2 separate regions of the Mus musculus genome follow, and region 1 is linked to region 2. A link is a contact called in public HiChIP or PLAC-seq data. All regions are on one chromosome and are shown on one strand. Each heading gives the region's core, a stretch centred on a gene start, on an enhancer-like site or on the middle of the called end of the contact. The rest is flanking DNA. Distances are from core to core; before and after follow the strand shown. Region 1 overlaps Plb1 (phospholipase B1). Region 2 has its middle 7.1 kb from the start of Gm38424.

Evidence for each region. HiChIP or PLAC-seq counts read pairs in DNA pulled down with a chosen protein or histone mark.
Region 1: an H3K27ac HiChIP or PLAC-seq map of VIP interneurons shows a contact between it and region 2, with 15 times the contacts expected there. The contact joins two enhancer-like sites. A contact is called at or near these places in 10 of 39 promoter capture datasets (3T3-L1-derived adipocytes, the C10 cell line, the HPC-7 cell line and 6 more), 1 of 15 datasets of contacts at CTCF or cohesin (embryonic stem cells), 11 of 484 Hi-C or Micro-C datasets (DN3 thymocytes, the N1E-115 cell line, cardiomyocytes and 4 more), 11 of 115 datasets of contacts at active chromatin or transcription factors (T-cell acute lymphoblastic leukemia, VIP interneurons, acute myeloid leukemia and 6 more) and 1 of 9 other capture datasets (embryonic stem cells).

The regions. Positions count from the first base shown.
Region 1 is chr5:32,313,495-32,316,243 of GRCm38.p6, forward strand. Plb1 (phospholipase B1) reads left to right here. Exons shown (of 59, transcript NM_001081407.1): 25 at 170-235; 26 at 501-601. Among named protein-coding and RNA genes, the nearest start is that of Gm36840, 40 kb to the right of the region's middle. Within about 2 kb of position 1,302, at least 101 of the 459 cell types and tissues checked have an H3K27ac peak or open chromatin away from gene starts, as enhancers often do. A contact at or near this core is called in the N1E-115 cell line and VIP interneurons, where this site is marked.
Region 2 is chr5:31,588,458-31,591,234 of GRCm38.p6, forward strand. No RefSeq gene overlaps it. Among named protein-coding and RNA genes, the nearest start is that of Gm38424, 7.1 kb to the right of the region's middle. Within about 2 kb of position 1,469, at least 21 of the 459 cell types and tissues checked have an H3K27ac peak or open chromatin away from gene starts, as enhancers often do. A contact at or near this core is called in the N1E-115 cell line and VIP interneurons, where this site is marked.

The sequences.
Region 1 (2,749 bases), core at 52-2,551, 720 kb after region 2:
GTCATGATGAATGCAAGCATTGTAGCTAGGACCCCCACCCCCAAAGATTCACTATTGCCAACTCTGATTAAAATATAGAAAGAGGAGAAGCCAAGCCAGGAAGCAGTCCTGCTCATAGGGAGGAGATGGGGGATGCACGGGGCTCATGAGATTCTTCCTCTGCCCACAGACTCGCTTTTCTCCCCAAAACTTCATAGACAACATCAAGAACGCCCTGGACATCCTCCATGCAGAGGTACGGAGGTTAGACCACACAGGCCTCTGAGTTGCTCCATCAGAGCTGTTGTCTGTGACCCCGGAGGCCTCCCAGCAGTTCTGAGAGCTACTTGACAGACACCTGCATGTATGCTCTAGCATCCTCGGAGAGCAGAAATAAGAGAGGAAGGAAGTGGGTGGGGCCAGGAGGAAGTCACAAACTCTGAGCTCTAGCCCCCATGTGGGAAGCAAGAAGCCAATGCCATCTTACCATATTATCTTGGTGACTGATTCTGTTTCGGCAGGTTCCACGGGCCTTTGTGAACATGGCAATGGTGATGGAGATCACCCCCTTGAGAGAACTATTCAATGAACCTACAGTCTCATGCCCACGGAACATCCTCAGGTCTGGTGGCAACTTCACCCATGTTCCTGAAAGGACTGTGGACCTTGGTGGATTCTTTTAGGAACCCCCAGGGTAGAGTATAAGGATGGTTAGAACTACCCCATATTTTAACCTGAAAAGGCCTCCCTGGGGGACATACAGCTCAGGTTATCTTCTGTAAACATTGCTATAGACCTCAGCAGTCTCTCTGAGAGCGCACATAAGGAGTCTCTGCCTGCTGCCGAGTCAGCCACATGGCCCCTTCATCAAGGAAGAGAGAGAGGGTATTAAGAATAGGATCCCTCAGCCCACAGCATCTAGAGCAGAGTGACCATCTCCCAGAGGCTGGTCCCCAGGACAGACAGTGTTTCTGAATGGCATGTGTGTGCTCCAGGTGGGATAAACACAAACCCAGGGCTACTGTTACTCTGTAGAAGAGAAAGATGTGAGATCAGAATTAGCGAGATCCAGGGGTGAATCTTCTCTCAGAGAACAGAACAGTCTGGTTCTCAGAAGGGTGCTCCTAGGAAGCTGGTGCCGTCAACTCTCAGCCTCCAGACCCAACAGAAGATGGGGTTCATCTCTAGCACCAGACAAGTCTGTAACCCTTGGAAGGAGGATGCTTTTCTAACTGGTCATGGTGGCTGTGCTAGCCTTCCTCCCCTGCCCTCTAGCCCTCATCATGTTCCTGGGCACACACACCACATGGCCATTAGTCAGCTGAGTGTGGTGATTATCCTCCACAGCCTGTGAGCACTGAGTCACTGCCACCACAGCACAGGGGCTCAGGGGCTGTTTGCAGGTGAGCTGTATGAGTCATTCACAAGGGCCAGTCTTGTTCTTGGAAATTAAGGAGGTATACTGGCTGATCCCTGGAGAACTATGCCAGATCTTCCCTAGAGGAGTAGGGCAGACTGCATAGATTCCCTAGAGAAGGCTCAGGATACTGTGAGCAGACACACACACTGCCTGCCAGGGCTGGTGTCAGGCATGCTAATTTGCAACGCTGACTCATCTACTAGATCCCGCTTTCTCCAGGCACTGGAGCACATGGAGAGTTTGGTATATACATTCCACTTCAGAATAGATTCCCCCCCCCCCCACCGCCCCTCTCCAAAGCCTCCTGTTACTGGTCACTGCAGAGATTTGAAGGCCACTAAAACCTGTTTGGAGAAGTTTCTTGCCAAGTGCATTTGAAGATGAGAATGTCTGTGTTGATAAGATCAAGAGCTTCCTTGTTTTGAGACTGCCCTCTCTGCCCCTCCGCCTTTCTGTCCCTCTACACAGAGCCACCCGGGCTATTATCACCTTATACCCAGGGTGGAAGTCCAGATTTGCCAGATCTGGACAAACCAGAGTGGAGTTGCAGACTGACAGAGCCGTTTAACTCAGTGACTTCTTAGTCAAGTCCCAGCTCCCACCAGTGTCAAGTCAATATGGCTGTGTGACCTTGAGGTAGTTACTTAACCACTGAAACTTGGTCATCTCTTCTCCCTGATGTCCTCCGTAAATTCAGGACCTTGCATGTGCTAGGGAAGTCTGCTATCACTGAACTATGCCCAGCCCTTTTTGCCTTTGTCTTTTTTTTTAAAGGGAGGATCTTGTATATCCCAGGCTGGCTTCAAACTGGTCCTTGAGCTGAGAATGACTGCTATGCCTACACTTCTGATCCTCCTGCCTCTACCAACTAGAGCCCTAGGATTACAAGCAGAGACCACCACACCCAGTTTTTTAATATTGGGGATAGAACCCAAGGTTTTATGCACCCTAGACAGGCAGCCCCCAAGCCCCTTTGCTTTTTATGTTCAGATAGTGTCTTGCCCAGCTGTCTAGACTGGCTTCAAACTCATGATCCTCTTCCTTAGCCACCAACATAACTAGGATCACAGAGTGTGCCATCTTCAGATTGCTCACCTGTAAAAGGGGGACAATAAAAACTTCTGGGAAGCTGGGCAGCGGTGGTACACGCTTTTAATCCCAGCATCTGGGAGGCAGAGGCAGGCAGATCTCTTAAGTTCTAGGCCAGCCTGGTCTACAGAGTAAGTTCCAGGACAGCCAGGGCTACACAGAGAAACCCTGTCTTGAAAAAAAAAATCTGGGATGATGAAGAGATTTAAACATTTTAATACATGGTGCTTGGCACTGTTAACATGTAGCGTGTACTAGCAA
Region 2 (2,777 bases), core at 219-2,718:
AGCTCTTTACAGTTTGTTTATTTTAAAATATTAATTTAATAAAAAATGAGCAGGTTCTATTTATGCATTTAGGAACACACACACACACACACACACACACACACACACGTACAAATGTAGCAACCACTAATGAAAAAGAGACCGTGAGTTTGAAATAGAGTAAGAAAGGTTTTGGAGGGAGTAAGAGGTGTATTATAATCTCAAAAATACAAGAAAGGAGTTATATATTCCAGAAGAGGGCATCAGATTTCGTTACGGATGGTTGTGAGCCACCATGTGGTTGCTGGGATTTGAACTCAGGACCTTTGGAAGAGCAGTCGGCACTCTTAACAACTGAGCCATCTCGCCAGCCCTTTTATTTAATTTCTGTGGATGTTTTGCCTACATGCAGTGCTCGTGGAGGCCAGGAGAGGGCGGCAGATCCCCTGATTTGGAGTTAGAGATGGTAGTTGGTCCTCCTGTGGGTGCTGGAAATCGAACCCAGGTCCTCTAGAAGAGCAGCCAGTGCTCTTAGCCCCTAAGCTCCAACCTCTCTTTACAGTTTATAGAAACTCTTATCTTCATGTAGCCTGTGGTTCTCCAGCCTTGTGAGCCACACAGTTCACGGGTGCTCATACAGGGGAGGCACGGAATTGCACAATTGCCTCAAAACTTGAACAACTTTACTTCATCTTTTGTTGATTTTTGAGGCAGGGTTTCTGTAGTCCAGGCTTGGGCTGCCTTTGTGGCTGAGAATGATGTTAGACTTTTCATCCTCCTTCCTGTCTCTACTTCCAGGGTGTGAGGATCGCAGGTATGCACTATCACACCCTGTTGATGCAGCACTGGAGCTCAAACCCGGGACACTGCATGCTAGGCGAGCACTCTGCCAACTGAGCTACACCTCTGGTTCAACGTCACCTTTCCTTTGTTTTTATTTCCTCATTGATGAAAACAAATCAGAGGTGTGCTGGCTCACACCTAAAATCCCAGCACATGAGGAGCTGAAGCAGAGAATCACCTCAGCCTGGGCTACAAAGTCAGACTGTCTCAGAATAAATAAATAACCATAAAATAATAAGATAATATTCTTGCTTAAGCAAGATTGGTGAGTGCAGAACTCTTAGGATGTGTCGTGGGTGGAATACCTTAAATGTATGTCACGAGGACTAATGACACAACGTGCGGACGATCAGAGACCCTGGAGGAGAGTGGTAGGCGAGTATTAAGTGCTTCTCAGTTGAGTGAACTGTACACTTGTTCATAACGAAGTCTGAGGGGTACACACAGGAAGAGGGAAGCAGTGGGACTCCCTGCGGCTTTTGTAGCCTTTCCTGCACATTTTCTGCGTCTCATGCCAAGTTGCCCTTTATCCCAAGCCTTTGGACTTCTAGCGGCTGGAAGCAGAAAGTTATCTGTAGATGATGGAGTGCTGGGCCTGGGCTGTGTAATGACCAGCCTTCCGCTTGCTTGAAGTTTCCGCTGGGAGGCTGGAAGCCGCAGCATCCAGATGGCTAATTGCCTCGTGCCTGTTTCTGCAAATCACAGTGATTCACTGTCCCTGCCGAAAACACGCTCTCTTTTCAAAGATTTAATGGTTTCCAAAATTAATTTAGCCTCATCTGTTGTGCCTCTGCCCTCCTGCACTGTCCCCTCCCCCTAAGACCCCCTTTCCTTTCTCCCTGCCTTCCCCACAGGATGCAGCGCTCTATCCCATGAAGCTGTCACTCACACTCCAGGGCCCTTTTCAGGGTCACCTGAGCACAAACTGAGCTTGGAGCTGTTGGTGGGAGCCTAGGAGGGCAGGGCTCGTGCTATCGACTGTTCCCATAGTCTTCCGTGCTCAGCTACCCAGCCCTGCTCTGACCGACACCCCCAGATGTCGGGAGAGTTCTGAGCAGCTACCCATCCGCACTGATTTGTTTCTAAAATTCCCAAAAGTCATCAGAGGGTCAGAATGATGCTGATGGCAGCTCTCAGCCTGACCGGGTATAGACTCACCTAGAAGACAAACCTCTCCATTAACTGTGAACAGAGCCATCCGTGACTGCGGTCCAGAAGTGGACCCGGGCACTGCATTCATTCCTCTCTGCTTCCTGATAGCTGATGTAACAAGACCAGCACCTCAGGCTCCTGCTCCCATGATTTCCCTACCATGACAGACTGTACTTTAAACTGAGAGCCATAATAAACCCTTCCACCTGGCTTTCAGCAGGCCTTCCACCATAGTAACAAGACAGGGGACCGACATAGATACCATCTATTGATGCCTATTCGATACCTGGAGTTTTAGTTCCCCCTTCCATATATTCCCATAGAAGTGTAGTACACATTTAATTAAACAAACTCAATGCTTATGTTGTCTTCACTCTGCACATAACATGGCCACTACTGAACAGTGGTGCTCTTTAATTACATCCCCTCCAACTACTATCAACTACCTTGTCTCCTGAGCTAACTATCGGCTTTTCTTTTGCTTAACTCAGAAGTAGCTGTTGCGAATATTTCCCATGTGTATGCCTTAACTGTCGAGGACAGTTTTTCCTGAATGGCCCCTTGTATCATCTGGTAATCTATCACCACCCCGCCCCATGCACACCCACTACTGGAGGCCTCCTGGACCGACTGTCATCCTGATCCAAGTTGGATGGGCTCCTCTCTGCACCTGGGGCTCAGGTGTCATCACAGGACGCCGTGTAATCAGCAGCACCCTCCGGATTCCTCCTCAGACTTTTAGAGTGCCCTTGTTTCTTGTCTTGGCTTAGCCTTCCATTTCACTGAATCATATCTTTTACTAT